2 separate regions of the Sus scrofa genome follow, and region 1 is linked to region 2. The links are chromatin contacts, called in public HiChIP or PLAC-seq maps. All regions are on one chromosome and are shown on one strand. Each heading gives the region's core, a stretch centred on a gene start, on an enhancer-like site or on the middle of the called end of the contact. The rest is flanking DNA. Distances are from core to core; before and after follow the strand shown. Region 1 overlaps ARHGAP6 (rho GTPase-activating protein 6). Region 2 overlaps ARHGAP6 (rho GTPase-activating protein 6).

The links. HiChIP or PLAC-seq counts read pairs in DNA pulled down with a chosen protein or histone mark.
Region 1: an H3K27ac HiChIP or PLAC-seq map of alveolar macrophages shows a contact between it and region 2. The contact joins two enhancer-like sites. A contact is called at or near these places in 1 of 47 Hi-C or Micro-C datasets (embryonic fibroblasts) and 2 of 2 datasets of contacts at active chromatin or transcription factors (alveolar macrophages and skeletal muscle).

Annotation. Positions count from the first base shown.
Region 1 is chrX:8,140,500-8,147,565 of Sscrofa11.1, reverse strand. The region is part of intron 1 of ARHGAP6 (rho GTPase-activating protein 6); the gene reads left to right. Among named protein-coding and RNA genes, the nearest start is that of AMELX, 88 kb to the right of the region's middle. Within about 2 kb of position 2,780, at least 9 of the 83 cell types and tissues checked have an H3K27ac peak or open chromatin away from gene starts, as enhancers often do. A contact at or near this core is called in alveolar macrophages, where this site is marked.
Region 2 is chrX:7,931,718-7,938,808 of Sscrofa11.1, reverse strand. The region is part of intron 9 of ARHGAP6 (rho GTPase-activating protein 6); the gene reads left to right. Among named protein-coding and RNA genes, the nearest start is that of MID1, 29 kb to the right of the region's middle. Within about 2 kb of position 1,473, at least 1 of the 83 cell types and tissues checked has an H3K27ac peak or open chromatin away from gene starts, as enhancers often do. A contact at or near this core is called in alveolar macrophages, where this site is marked.

The sequences.
Region 1 (7,066 bases), core at 1,531-4,030, 210 kb before region 2:
ATTTTAAGCCTCATGACGATAGAAATAGGTGCGGGGCTTCTTTCATTGTTATTGCCTCTGAATGCTCTAATTTCACGAATTCAGTAAGTGGAAACTTGCCCTTCGGTGACAAACTGAATTTGGAGGATGTTGGCTCCTTCTAAGACTGTCCTTTAAAAAAAACACACTCACTGCCCCTTATGGAGCCCTGCCTTGGGGCCGAGCCCCATGCTACCTGATCCCATACATTGTGGTTTAAACAGTCCTTGCGGCAGCACCGTGGGGGACGCTCAGTCCCACTCATGATGGAACAATTTGGACGCTGCTACCCTGAATCACATGGGTAGTAAAATGCTTCAACCAGACTTCAACGCAGAGCTTTTAAAATTCAGAACCCATCCTCCAAGCCAGTGGTTCTCAGTGGAAACAGGGTGGCCCTCTGAGGACATCTGGCCATATCTGGAAACGTTTTTGGTTGTCATAGCTGGGGAGGTACCACTGGCATCTAGTGGCTAGAGACGAGGGATGCTGCTAAGCATCCTGCAATGCTTATCTGTACCCCCCCAAACAGAATTATCTGGCTTCAAATGACAGTAGTGCTGAGGCTGAAAAAGCTTGCCCTGAGCCACTGCTACTCCAGATGTGGTCCCTGGACCATCAGCATCTGCAGCACTTGGAAGCTCATGAGAAATACAGAATCACAGATCCCATCCCAGAACCAGTGAACAGGCAACTCTGGATGTGGGGCCCAAGGATAAGTGTCTTAACAAACCTTCTAGGTCCTTCTTGCACCTTCAAGAGGGAGAAGCTCTGCTCTAAAACACCAGGCCATTCTGGGTCATATTGAGCTGGACACAATTGTGTGGTTTCCTCATCACTTTCCAGTGTTCCATTGTTGAGTAGAAGTTTCTCTTCAGGCATCCAAAAGGGGAAAGTCTGGCATTTACTAGGAACAAGTGTGACTCATGGGGAAATCAGCACAGTTACAAATCCAGGAACTGTGCCCAGCTGAAAATCTAGGGGGCTTTTTTTTTTTTTTCTTTTTTTCTTCCTTGTTTTCCCTGCCTAAGGAGGGAAGTCTTGGAGACCCAGTCCAGGTTAACAAAAATGCACTGTAGGCACCGATTTGGTCTGGGGCTTGATTATCTAAAATTAAACTTACCATTGAATTTAGTAAAAGTCCCTTTTGAAGAGGGTAAGAGCCAGAGTGCTAAATTGAGAACTACATTGAGTTTGTAATTTATTCACAGCCCCAAACAGATCTTCCACTCTCTACGCGAACTGTTTGAATCATGCATTGTGTTTTGGACAACCAGGGGAATAGTTACTGTCATGTGGGTCTCTCTTCAAAACATGGCTCATCACTTGGTGTTTTATGTGATTTTCGTGGAGAATACATTACAGGCAAGGATGCATCACAAAGAATCAAAATTTTACAAATTAAAACATAATCATTACATAAAGTAAAAAAAAGAAACTGTAAGCCAGCTATAATGGAAAAAAATAAAAATCATTATATAAAATTAAAAAAAAAGAATCAAAATGTCAAACAAAATATATGTGTTGAGGTAAGTTGTGCCACAGTGCCGCACCATTCGCTGCCTCATCCCTTAAAGAACACTGGTGTGACCTAAAAAAATAACATTTGTTTAAATTTTGAAGAAAAAAAAAAAAAAGACAACAATATCTTCTCAGTTAGAGTCACTGTGTTGAATGACTCCTTTGACTTCAGAAAGTGAAACTATTTGTAAAACCTAGAGAAAGTTTTCTAACTTGTCTATTTTTTCCTTCACCGCCTAAGTTATGGTTGTGGAAAAAAAAATGAGTGTTCTTCTGAAGTTTTCTACAAGGGTTGGCTACACTAAAACCATCCAGGGAGGCAGACAAATACTCTGATCCTCTTCTACTGGGATCCAGATTCAGTGGCTCAGAAACCTTATATGTATTTAGCTTTTTAGGGCCATACCCATGGCATCCGGAAGTTCCTGGGCTAGGGGTTGAATCAGAGCTATAGCCACTGGCCTATGCCATAGCCACAACAATGCCAGATCCGAGCCATGTCTGGGACTGACACCACAGCTCACGGCAACACCAGATCCTTAACCCGCTGAGCAAGGTCTGGGATCGAACCCACATCATCATAGGTGGTAGTCAGGTTCATTACTGCTGAGCCACAATGGGAACTCCTCAGAAACCATATTTTTAAATCAGCTAAGTTTAGGCACCAGCACTAGAGCCTGAAGCTTTAGCATCAATCATTTCCTGGTATGAGGGCACGAAACCGACGCATCCTAGTTATGGTTTTATTGTTTTGGTGGCAGAATATTTAGTTTTATTAGTATTTCATCCTGTTGTTAAGTGGTCAAAAGGATAAATCATTCAACCCACAGGCTCACGTATATGTAGAATTTCAATAAGGATTTAAACAATTAATTCGCTAAGCCATTTGTATCATCTCTGTGCAAGGTTACTGTGGCTTAGTGAAGGAAAAAAAAAAAAAAAAAAGGCCAAACCGTGTTGCAGGCTGAGGATTCAGGGCAAGCAGCATCCCTCCCTGATGAATTTAATCTAGAATGATCGTGGATCAGACATTGCTAAGGACGGCTGGGAAATAGATGCAGGAGCTTTCCAGGCAAGTGAAGTTTTACCCTGCATGAATCAACTGCCATTTCCCTTGAACTGATTAGCATAAAAACCTAAAAGTGTGTGAAGCGTCATTTTAAGAAGTAGAAGCGCGCATCCACCCTACACCCAGAGCCGAGCAGAGCCGTGACTAAGCTACCCACTTCCGGCCTTTGAGAGGCCCCTGCCCACAGGATGAGACTGGTGTGTGAGGCCCTCATCACAGGTCATGGGATGGAGTCTGCTCTGTGTGAGCGCAGAGAAAAAGGGGCTGCAGCAGGCCGCCTGGCAACACAAGGTCTCTGAAGATCGCATCGCTTGGCCCCAGGCATCGGCTTCTGCATCGTGGCTGTTACTTGGCCAACTCCGCTGCAATCAGGAGGTCTTGGGAGAGCCCTGAGCTGTGTAGGAATGAATGCCTGCATCGTCCCAAGGGGCTCTGGACAGTCCAGCTACTCTAACGGGTTCTCCTCCTTCCCCTTATCCATCCCTGTCCTCCAGCGCATCACACAGAGCCCTCTGCTTGGCTCTGAGGGCAGAGTTTTAAGGCGGCCCCAGGAACCCAGATGACCATACTCATTCGGTGACCTTAGCTGAAAACACAGTCTAGGCGTTCCCACCACGGGTGAAGGATCCGGCCTTGCCACAAGCTGTGGCGTAGGTCGCAGGTGCGACTAAGACCCATTGTTGCCCTGGCTGTGATGCAGGCCGGCAGCTGCAGCTCCTAGCCTGGGAACTTCCATATGCCACAGGTGCAGCCGTACGAAGAAAAGAAAAAGAAGCTTAAGAACAAAAGGCATGGGAGTTCCCGTTGTGGCTGAGTGGAAGAGAATCCCACTAGTATCCATGAGGACGTGGGTTTGATCCCTGGCCTCGCTCCGTGGGTTAAGGATCCGGCGGTGCCATGAGCTGTGGTGTAGGTCGCAGAGGTGGCTCAGATCCCCAGTAGCTGTGGCTGTGGTGCAGGCCTGCAGCTGCAGCTCCAATTGGACCCCTAGTGTGGGAATCTCCATATGCCACGGGTGTGGCCCTAAAAAAAAAAAAAAAAAAAAAAGGCACGCCTCAACATACTTTTAGCTTGCTCCTCGCCTGTGCGTGTGTTTGAGATTTCTGGTGTTCATAATACTTGTTTTCCTGGGCCTTGGTGCCTGTTTCCCATCATCCCATCGCGCTCTCGCGCCGGCAGACCTGGGCTGGGGGAGGTTCTGACTTGCACAGACCCATTGGGAGTCCACTGGGCCCACCCGCATCATTCAGGGTGACGGCTCCGGCTCAAGGTCCAAACGCTTCATCACATCTGCCGAGTCCTTTTACCCTGTAGGGGGACGTGTTCACAGGTTCCAGGGGGTCGTGCGTGGACCTCTTTGGGGCACTGTTACGGTGCCCGCCACATCCCATTAGTCAACGGAGGCGTTTCTGGTACCGCTCCCCCCCCCCAGGTTGGCGAGAGTCGGCGCGTGACCACCTCTGCGTTTTCTTCCTTCTGTATTTATATACATATATATTTTTTTCTTTTGTAAACTTTAATTTTATTGGAATATAGTTGATGCACGAAGTTGTATTCGTTTTAGGAGGGTGGGAATAACAGATGCGCACTTCTGTATAAAAGGATGGTGAATGAAACCCTCCTGTATGGCGCTGGAAAATCTACTTAATGGTTTGTAATAACCCATATAGGAAACGTGAGTGGATACATTTACCTATGCTGGATCTTATGTGTGTTAAAATCCCTGCGTGATCGCATCCCTTTACACCTATGGAATCCTCTGTATGGACATATTTTTTGTTTTTTCTTTTCATGATGTGTCATTACCCCCTTTTTGATGTTCTCTTTTTCCTTTGCTGCGTATTTCGTTTTTCCTTTGTTATTACAATCCTTTTCCCCTCCTCTTTACCATTTTGCTTGTATTTCTTATCCATGTAGCTATTTACGGCTGTTTTGACCTTGTTTTGTCTTCCCGTTCTTTTCCCTCTAATTTAATTTCCTTATCACTTTCCTTGGAGCCCATTTGGTCTCTATGTTTTGTACATCATTGACCCGATCTTTTTCTGTCCTCCGACTTCCTCTCCTAACCCCTGCTCTCATCCAGAATTCTTATCTCCGCGCACACACATTGTTTCACTTCTGTGTCTCGTTCAGCCCTGACTATGCAGTTTATATTTTAGCAGACAGGATAGGTGGGGAAGCAGACAGAGCCGGGAGAAACCATTGGTGCTGAGAATTACAACTTAGGTCTGTATAGGTCTTCCTCCAAGTTCTCCACCCAGACTTGACCCTCTGGAGCTCCTGCTAAAATCTCTTAGGGAAACCTTGACAGACAAAAAGTACATAGTCATTGATGACGCGTGGGTCACTGTATCCATATGTTCAATAGGAAGGATCAGAATAGAATTTGGAGTGATCTAAATTATTTAGTGTGGATTGAATTCTTTCTGGTGTACATTTTACTATTTTTACAATAACAATGACAGGTCCTAAAAATATAAACATTCTGGAGTTCCCTGGTGGCTCAGCAGGTTAAGCCTCCAGCGTTGTCACTGCTATGGCTCAGGGCACTGCTATAGCACAGGTTCAGTCCCTGGCCTGGAAACTTCTGTATGCCACGGCCGCAGGCAAAGAAATAAGTCAAATATAAACATTCCACATCATTGCTTTCTCAGTTTCTCTTTATTTTGCATAATTCTAGTGAAGTGAGCATTTTATCAGCTGCAGAGTTTTCATTTATGGACATTGCCAGTAATGATGCTGCTGATAATGAAATGGCATTTTACATGTATAAGTGAGGTTCTTAGTCTTTTTAGACCACAGAGCTAATCTGCACAGAATAAGATCTAAGTTATCCATTTTCTCTCCCTCGAAGTGCACACGCACAAAATTCTGTATCCATTTTCAGATTCCATCCATAAATTCATTCCACGAGTATTTACTGAGCATATACAAAATGAGCAACACAGAAGTACTGCTCTAAACCTCATGGATACATCAGTGAATAGAATAATTCAATACATCCTTTTTAGAGATTACACAGAATAGAGAGATTGACAGCAAACCGATAAAAATAGTACATGCCAGGAAGTTCCCTTGTGGTGTAGCGGGTAAGGGTCCTGCCTTGCCGCATCTGTGGCACAGGCCACGACAGTGGTGTGGACTCGATCCCTAAAAATAAAACCACAACATGCCAGGTTGTAATAAATAAGAGAACAGAATGATGGAGCAGAGTTGCCAGGATGGTAAGGGAAGCTTTGTCAGAAGGTCATTTTTTCTTAAATTTTCTTAAGTTTTATTGTATTTTATTTTGGAGTCGAGTCAACTTACAACGTTTGTGTTGGTTTCAGGTGTACAGCAGGGTGAGTCAGTGATACGTAGACATAGATCTATTCTTTGCTCAGATTCTTTTCCCATATAGGTTATTACAGAATATTGAGAAGAGCTCCTTCAGAAGGTGATATTTAATCAGAGATGATGGAGGAGCTGATATTTAAAAGATGAGTCAACCATTGTAACATCTAGCTATCACTTAGGTTCCTGTGTGGGAAGTCAGTTTCAATAGTCAGACAAGCCCTTTTTGTCTGTTAATGTGAAGAGCAGGTTTTAGTTTAAATTCTTCCCCATAGTCATGAATAACTCGATATTAACACATTCCGGGGAAGACATACTCTTTCCAAAGTTATTTGGTTTCCCAATTCGACTAAGCAAACGTGTGATTAGCCATTGTTACTATAGCTCCAAAGATGGGGAACTGAGAGAAGAAATAATTGCAGATAAATTTTGAAAACGAAAACTGTAAAAGCTGACACCTTAAATCTTTAAGGCATCTAGATATACAGCATTGTCCAAGAGCAATACTCGCAGTGCTGGAAGGGTTGTATATTTCCTCTGTCCTAGTGAATACTCTTCCTTAGAGTTTTCCTTTATAGCTACCAAGCCCCTGTTGTTTGAAATGCTGGAAAGACCGAATCTCTATCCTGGAGACAGGTTTTTCTTAAGATCTAAATGGTGGCTCCCAAAGGCCTGGCCAAGGAAGTCCTTCTGTATCCAGTTTGGGATTTTACAGCTGCTCTGTCCTGGTACCACGGAGAGGCTGCCTAGACTGTGGGGATGCTGTGAGGAAGGGCTCCGCTTGAAACCCCAGGCCTTTTTCTCCACAGGCCAAGCTGTAGAGATGTCTCTTCAGGCTTGTGTTTATATATCTTTGGATAATTTCCATGGGTTATTGGCCTTGATTCTGTTATTTTACGTTATACAGCTCAAAAGCAGATGATTGCTGGGTCTCGATTAATAGCACAACATTGCTTGGACATGGGAATATTAATCAGAAGGGCAGATGCTACTATTTTTGTAGGATGCCAATCAGCTCAAGCCTGGTTGTGTTTCCAAGAGGAAAGAAGTTTGGTTACCACACTGTGTTTTATTTTCAATCATCAAGAGTCCCACCGCAAGGGAGATAAATCACGAATCAAATTT
Region 2 (7,091 bases), core at 224-2,723:
CCCTACACTTACTTACCTCCCCTAAGTCTTCGTTCTTCTTTTGGGAAAAAAAAAAAAATGAAATGAAGCTTTCAGGATCATTTTGAGAATTAGAAATGACATTTTAAGGCACATCGGACAGGAGTTCCCTGGTGGCTCGGCAGCTTAAGGATCCAGTGTTGTCACTGCTGTGACTTGGGTCACTGCTGTGGCACGGGGTCAATCCTTGGCCTGGGAACTTCCGCCTACCACAGTTGTGGCCAAAAGAAAATAAAATAAGGCTCTTAGGACAGAAACGGACATACACTAGGCCCTCCAAAAAAAAAAAAAAAAAAATCACTGCGTTATTATTACATGAAATTGACCAGGCGCCTGCCCTACTAAAGCACCTTTAGGTGTCATCTTCACATGAAGCCCACCCCAACCACACAGTGTAGCACTGTGACCTGCTCCCACACATACAGACACCCAGCCATTCGCACGTCTGTTTCTTTCAGCCGTAGCACCTATCACGTTCAACTCACTATATAATGTATTTATTATGCTTGTTGGAACCTAACAGAATGCAAACCATATGAAGGCTGGGCGGGGGTGGGGGGGTCTGTTGTATTTACTAATAGCCACAGCACCTAGAAGATACTTGGCAGAAAACGAGTATGGAGTAATTATCTGTTTAAAAAATACTGCAATAATGCATGGCTAAAGAAAAAAAAAATGCATCTTTGTCGTTTGTTGTTGCTTCACTGCCCATACTCCGAAGATTCCCTAACCTTTAAATCATAAGCCTCCGTTTCTGCTCTCAACAACTATTTGCATATGAGAAGACATAAAACAATACTCTCTCTGGGAACCCTGGAAATAAAAGAGAAGAATCGTGCCTATCTAGAAAGGGTCACTGGTGGTGTAAGGCAGAAAGCATTCACGGACTAAATCAGGAACACATTAATTGTTCCGAAAATTGTGGCTTCCGTCCCTGATGTTGGGAATTCCAGAGAAAATTCATCGTGGCTCTTGGAATGAATAAGAGCTTCAGAGCAGGCTGGAGAAAAGCGTCAGCTGAGTCCCAGGGCTGACACTTCTAGGGCTTCTTTTTTGGAGAGAGGAAAAGAAGAGAAGGCACGGCCCTTGTGGGCTGAAGAAAAGTGCCGAGCACCCTGGAGACGTGGGAACACCAGCGCGTTCCCACCCTGCTGGTTGGTCAGCCTGAGCTGGGGCCCAGCTTAGTGCACATGGGAAATTTCGAATGAGAACTACTGGGAGCAAGGGTCAGAGGCTGGGATGAGGATTCCAAGCCCAGAAGCCAAGCTTTGCTCTCTGTTCTCTTCTTTCCCGGCACAAATCGCATCTTTCCTAAGGCTTCTTTTGCATGCCAAGTCCGAAGGACTCCAGCGGTACCCCAGGTCATCAAACAAGAAGCCACCCCGTACTGACACATCCAGATAATTATATATGATTTCCGTTTCCCTCTTTTCTGTAACCACTGTGTTTTAAATAACCACTGTTTATGTGCCAGGGGTCACATCATTGGCTTCTTCTAAATTTCACCACCATTTCATGAGGAGTCAGCCAAGACAGCGCGTGCAAGTGATGCAAAAACTAAGAGAATTGTTTCGCCAGCACGATGCCTCCCCACACAAAAGACGAGATGCTTTAATGTGATGTCACAGATAGGAAAAAAACCATTTGGCCAGGTGGGAGGAGGAAAAAGACTATTTTAGGCAGTTTGAAATGGAGGAGGGGACAGCTTTCACCTCTCTGGACGGATCATAACCCCGACCCATTCGATGTCCAAATATATGTGTTCCTACCGGAGCCTGCTCGCCTTGTCCCCGTCTGCAGCGACAGAATGCATGTGCACTTGGTGACACATGCAGGTGGAGGGGAGCAGAAGCATATGATACCCGAGCTCTCTCCCGTCCTTCGACCCATTCCCATGTCACAAAGGCTGCTCGCTGCTCTCCATCTCCCTCGGGTCATCATCCGCCCTCAGGGCTTCCCGGCAGAGTCCTGGGCTCTTCGACCACACTTGTTCAGTCACGTGGCCCAGCTGCCCAGAAAGGCTGCCTGGCACCTGTTAGGCATGTGAGAAAATTCTCTTGAGCTTCATGCATTCCGACCCTTTCAATGCACCCTGACCTCCTTACCTGCTATTCATCCAGCCTCCACCGCAGAGCTTCGCAAAGGTTCTAAGCCAGCCCTGCCCGTGTTTGAGCTTCTGCTCTCATAAACAGCCAAAGTGATTTCTTTCAAGGTGTTTGTTAGCCGAAAAAAATGTCCTCGTGACTCTCAGTGACATTTACCTCCGCTGGGGAGTATCAGAGTTTTAAAGGCAAAGCATCCTTCTCGGTTCAGTGCCAAGTGGTGGCTCGGTGTGAAACCCCTCGTGGCGAGTCCAGCAGGGCTGGGTCCTGGGAAGGGCTCTTCGACGTGCCCTCAGTGGTGACCAGAAGTGACTTAATAAATGGAGAAAAGCGTTTTTCCTTCTCTTTGGTTTATGGAAGAAATTGCATCCTAGCAGTTATACCCTAGGCAATCATTCAGGGTTTCATTTTTAATTTGATAGGGTGGATTTTAATTGTGACAGTTTTATTCCTTCTTGTGTACAGGGTTTACATTTTTTTCTCTGGAGCAGGAGAGTCCAAAGTTCTTTGGATTTTTGAAATAGCATTATGATTTGAAGGAACACATGAAAATCGAAGGAGTTGCGTCTCCAGATAAACACAGCCATAAATGGTACCCTTAGAATACATCTAAGGTTACTGAATAGTCGACTAAAACCCAGTAGAGATTTTGACTTGAAACAGTAAGTTGCCAGTGAAGAAGGACTTTGGGATGGGTTTCGTTTCTTCATTTAAGTGTCCAGAATTGGTTGATTTTTTTTTTTTAAATAATGTGTTTTTCCCAACCTTATTCCTTAGTTTCCATTTCGCTCTCTACAAAATCCCAGAAGAAAAAAATGAAAAAAAAAAAAAACCTGTTGTTTATTGAATCATACTTTTCGTTCTTAGAGTTTTTTATATTGATGGGAACAGCAGTTTAAGAACTCGTTAGAAAGCAATAGAGATCCTCAGTTGGGAAAGGAAATTTCTTTTCCAACTCCAGAAATGAGTAGCCAGGAATTTTGCTAGAACCTGACATGGGTACTGCTTACAAGTAGAGAGAAGCATCTAGACAAAGGCACCATAACCAGTGTATACCGTAACGCCCAATAATCCTGGGTTCTTTCTTATTATTCCTTATTAGTAGCCATTCCAACATTTGCTCAGCATCCGTTGGGTAGAAAGCATCGCCCTAGTTTGTGTTCTGGAAGAACGGAAAATGGACTGCATGAGTGAGCAAGTAGGTGAAGAGTCATGGATATGCAGGTAGGACTTTCAATTGTAAGGTGGAGAAGAATCAACTATAGGTGGCTGCAAACATCCGGATTTATTATCTCACATAATAAGAAGGCTGGGGGCACAATTTAAGCCGCTCACCTGCACTTACACTCTCCCTGCTCCGCCATCTCTCGCTGTGAGAACAGTCATTTCCAGCACTTCTTGCAGCCATTACCACATCCAGTCACAAAGAGAGTATTTTCAGAGTTCCCTGGTGGCTCCACAGATGAAGGATCTGATGTTGTCACTGCTGCGGCTCAGGTGTGATCCCTAGCCCTGGAACATTCACATGCCACAGGTCTCTGCTCTTGACTGTCCCTCGAATTGCTAGAGTTACAGCCTGCAGCCTCGTGGTCCCTCAGCTGCAATGGTCTTGAAGCCAGACATGGCAAGAGGAAAGTCCACAAGCTAGTTACCCGCCAGAAGTGTTAAGCAAAAGAAAAGAGTGATGTTTCTTTGCCAGCACACAGGATAAGATGCAGAAATTGATGCCTGTGAGTCAAGGGAAAAAAAAAAACATTGACCCACTCCACCTTGCTTTCATTTTCGGTTTTTTTTTGGGGGGGGGTTGCTTTTTTTTTGCTTTTCTTTTTTTAGGTGTTTAATTGATCATTTTGTCTCTTTCCAACAAAACCTTTTATTCTAAACTTCTTTGCCATGGGTAGAGTACTTTCACATTTGTTAGCCTTTTGCTCCCTACAACATCTGCATAAAGGCCAATGGGCCGGATAGGAGATGCCCGGATTTTCAGATGCAGGAACAGAATCCTAAAGAAGAGGGTTGATCATAATTATAAGCAGCAGAGCCAACCCTGGACCTCAGGCGCTATCAGTTCTTGGTCAGATATTCTTTCAACAGCATCCTAAGTGCTGAAAAGAAAACGCATCCGTGAATGGTCTGCCTGGATAGTTCTTCTCCCTTAATGTAAAGCCGCTGCTTCCCATCAGCTCCTTCCCTTGGCTTTTGTTTCTCTGTTAAGTACCTAAATGAATAGAAAATGAATGCTCATCCAATTGAACTGAGCCAGTAGCTTGAAATTTTTGTTAAATAAGAGGAAATGAAATGTGCAAATGTAGACGGTAAGAGGAATTATTGGGAGAACAGCACTGGGGGCTGTTGTGTGAATATTAAAAGTCACTTCCAAATTCTCTACCCTCATTTTCCCACTGGCTCCAATTTTCTGAACCTTCCTTTATTTAAAAATTGGTTTTATCATGTGAATTTTGGAAGCTGCCTTGACTCATTTTGTAACAAGACGGCATAGAAATTAATTAATTAAAATAACGAATTATGTACACTGTAGTAAGTCTGGCATAATACGTAGCAAAATATTGTCGACCCTTCCCGCAATACACAGATCCACATTTTTAAGCTATATCTTTTTACTTATTTGTAAATAGCGTCTCCCAGCCAAAATGGTATCATGGGTCTTTTAAGAAGAAATTGTAAATAGGTTTATAGCACTGACTCTATTTGCACTTGTTACCGAGCAAGGGTTGTTATAACTGGCTGGGAATCAAGCCAAGTTGAATAAATGAAAACTCTGAATTGCAGAATAGTTTGGGGTTTTTCTGTTTTTGTTTTGTTTTGTCTTGTTTTTGTTTTTGGCCACACCTGCAGCATGCAGAAGTTCCTGGGTCAGGGATGGAACCCGCGCCATAGCCATGACAACGCCAGATCCTTAACCGCTAGGCCACCAGGGACTCCCCAGAACAGTTTTTTTTTTTTTTAATGTATGGAAAGTTATTTTTAAATGATACTTCCTATAACCTATTCTAACAATATATCCAAAGTGATAATTTATCATTAGACACACCATAGACTCAGAGAACTAATACTGTCACGTATGCACCCGTCCGAAGGCCATGCGCTCCAATTGTTTCTTCTTAGTAGGAATGGATTGGGGCTTGGAGCAAAAATTTTTATTACATGTCTCAGCTTAGAAAATTTTCAATAAAACTAACTGGACAAAAATACATGTGTTTTCCTAATTTGCTCATGGGAGGTTCCTTCTAAAAAAATAAACAAACAGTATATACATATTTGGCCTATAGTATTTTTTGCTCTGCTGTTCATTTTTTTTAAATGAGTTCTCTGTCATCTCGTTTTCACCCTTTGAATATTAATTTCTGAAAAAGCCATGGAATCATGCGCATCTGTTGGATCGCGTTGTTTATACAAAGTATCAGTTGTTGTTAAATGGATTGAATGTATCCCGTAAAGAGAACAGACTCTCTCAGCCTTGACCTTAAAGCCCCGCCCTTTCTCTTCTCCTTCCCTTCTCACTCCCAGGCCACTGCATCGGATCAGAGAGCTTTCAATAGCATCCCCACGGGTCTCCCAAATGTCTCTGTTCAGCCCGGGACCCCCCCTGAACCCCAGATCCTTTTCCTGATCACCTCCGCGCTCTTGCCTTCGTTTGGTTGTCTCACCGGCCTTGGCGATACCAAAGCCACGCTCCTCACCTTGACCCCCGGGCTCCTCCTCCTCCTGCAGCTCCTCTACCCCAGTGAGCAGCAACCCCATCCTTCCTGGTGCTTAGGCCTCCAAGGCCAAAGTCCTTGCCTCTTCTTCCTCTCCAGCTCCCTCTCCCGCTGCATCTCTCGCTCCAGCCAAGCCGTTTGCTAAGGCTGTCGTCTCTACCTTGGCCGTCTCCAGGATCCAAACGCCACGCTGACCAGGCCCCTAGAGCATGTCTCTTGTGGATGCCTCGCCAGCACTTGTGGATGTCTGTGTGCACCCCTGGTTTTACCCCCTGCTTCCCTGCAGTCTCTTAGCAATCCGCCAGCCAGGGTGAGGACCAGTCATCGCATCCTCTGCTCAGAACTTGCAGTGGCTCCCTGCCCACTGAGAGGGAGAGCAGAAGGCCTCGTCGTGACCCCTGAGACTCCCCCACATCTGGTCTTGGTTACCTGGCCTCCTTCCTGCCGTTTGCCTGCTTCCTCTCGCTTCTCTTCCAGACTCACCCGCCTCCTCCCTGCTGCTGACTCGAGACCTCGCTAATTCTTTCTTCCTTCTGCTTGGAACGATTTTTTTCCAACTCCTTCATCCACCGCAGTTCGCGGCTCCCGCGTCCGTTTCTCTGACAGTCGTGTTTACATTGCACCCCAGCCGCACCCCAGGATTCCTCAGTGCCCTTCGTCACTTCATTTTGCCCCATGCCATCCATGGTATTCTTTCTGTTCCTTTCTTTACTGCCAGTCTTCTCCTATTCACTGTCAGCTTCAAGGAGACATGCATTCTCGTCTGTTTGGTTTGCAGCTGAATCCTAGCATCCAGTGCCTGGCACTCAGGAGGCATTCACCGCATATTTATGTCATGAATTAAAGGAATGAGGTGGGAAATGGCCAGAGTGGGAAGCACAGTGGTACCAAAGTGTGTGGGGATGACTGCCAGGGGAGAAGGTGGGAAGTACAGATTGAAGCAAGGCAGCAAGTGAAGGACTTCAGCTATGGGGCTAAAAAGGGTTTTGAGCAGGCAAGTGTCTTGATCAGAGCCTTCTGCCAACCATGCAGAGAAGAAATTTGATGCTTCTATTGTAGGCAACAGCACGCAGGTTTGAGAGCTGTTGTAGCAAAGGCCCATCCAGGAGGCATCTTTCAACTAAAAGCTCAAACTACACGGGGTGCTGGGGGAGGGGCTCACTTAGCTAAACAATCCAAGGGCAGGTATGGCTTCAGGCATCGCTTTACCTAGGATTCGAATGCTGTCCTTACCTTCCTCTCCGGTTCTCGG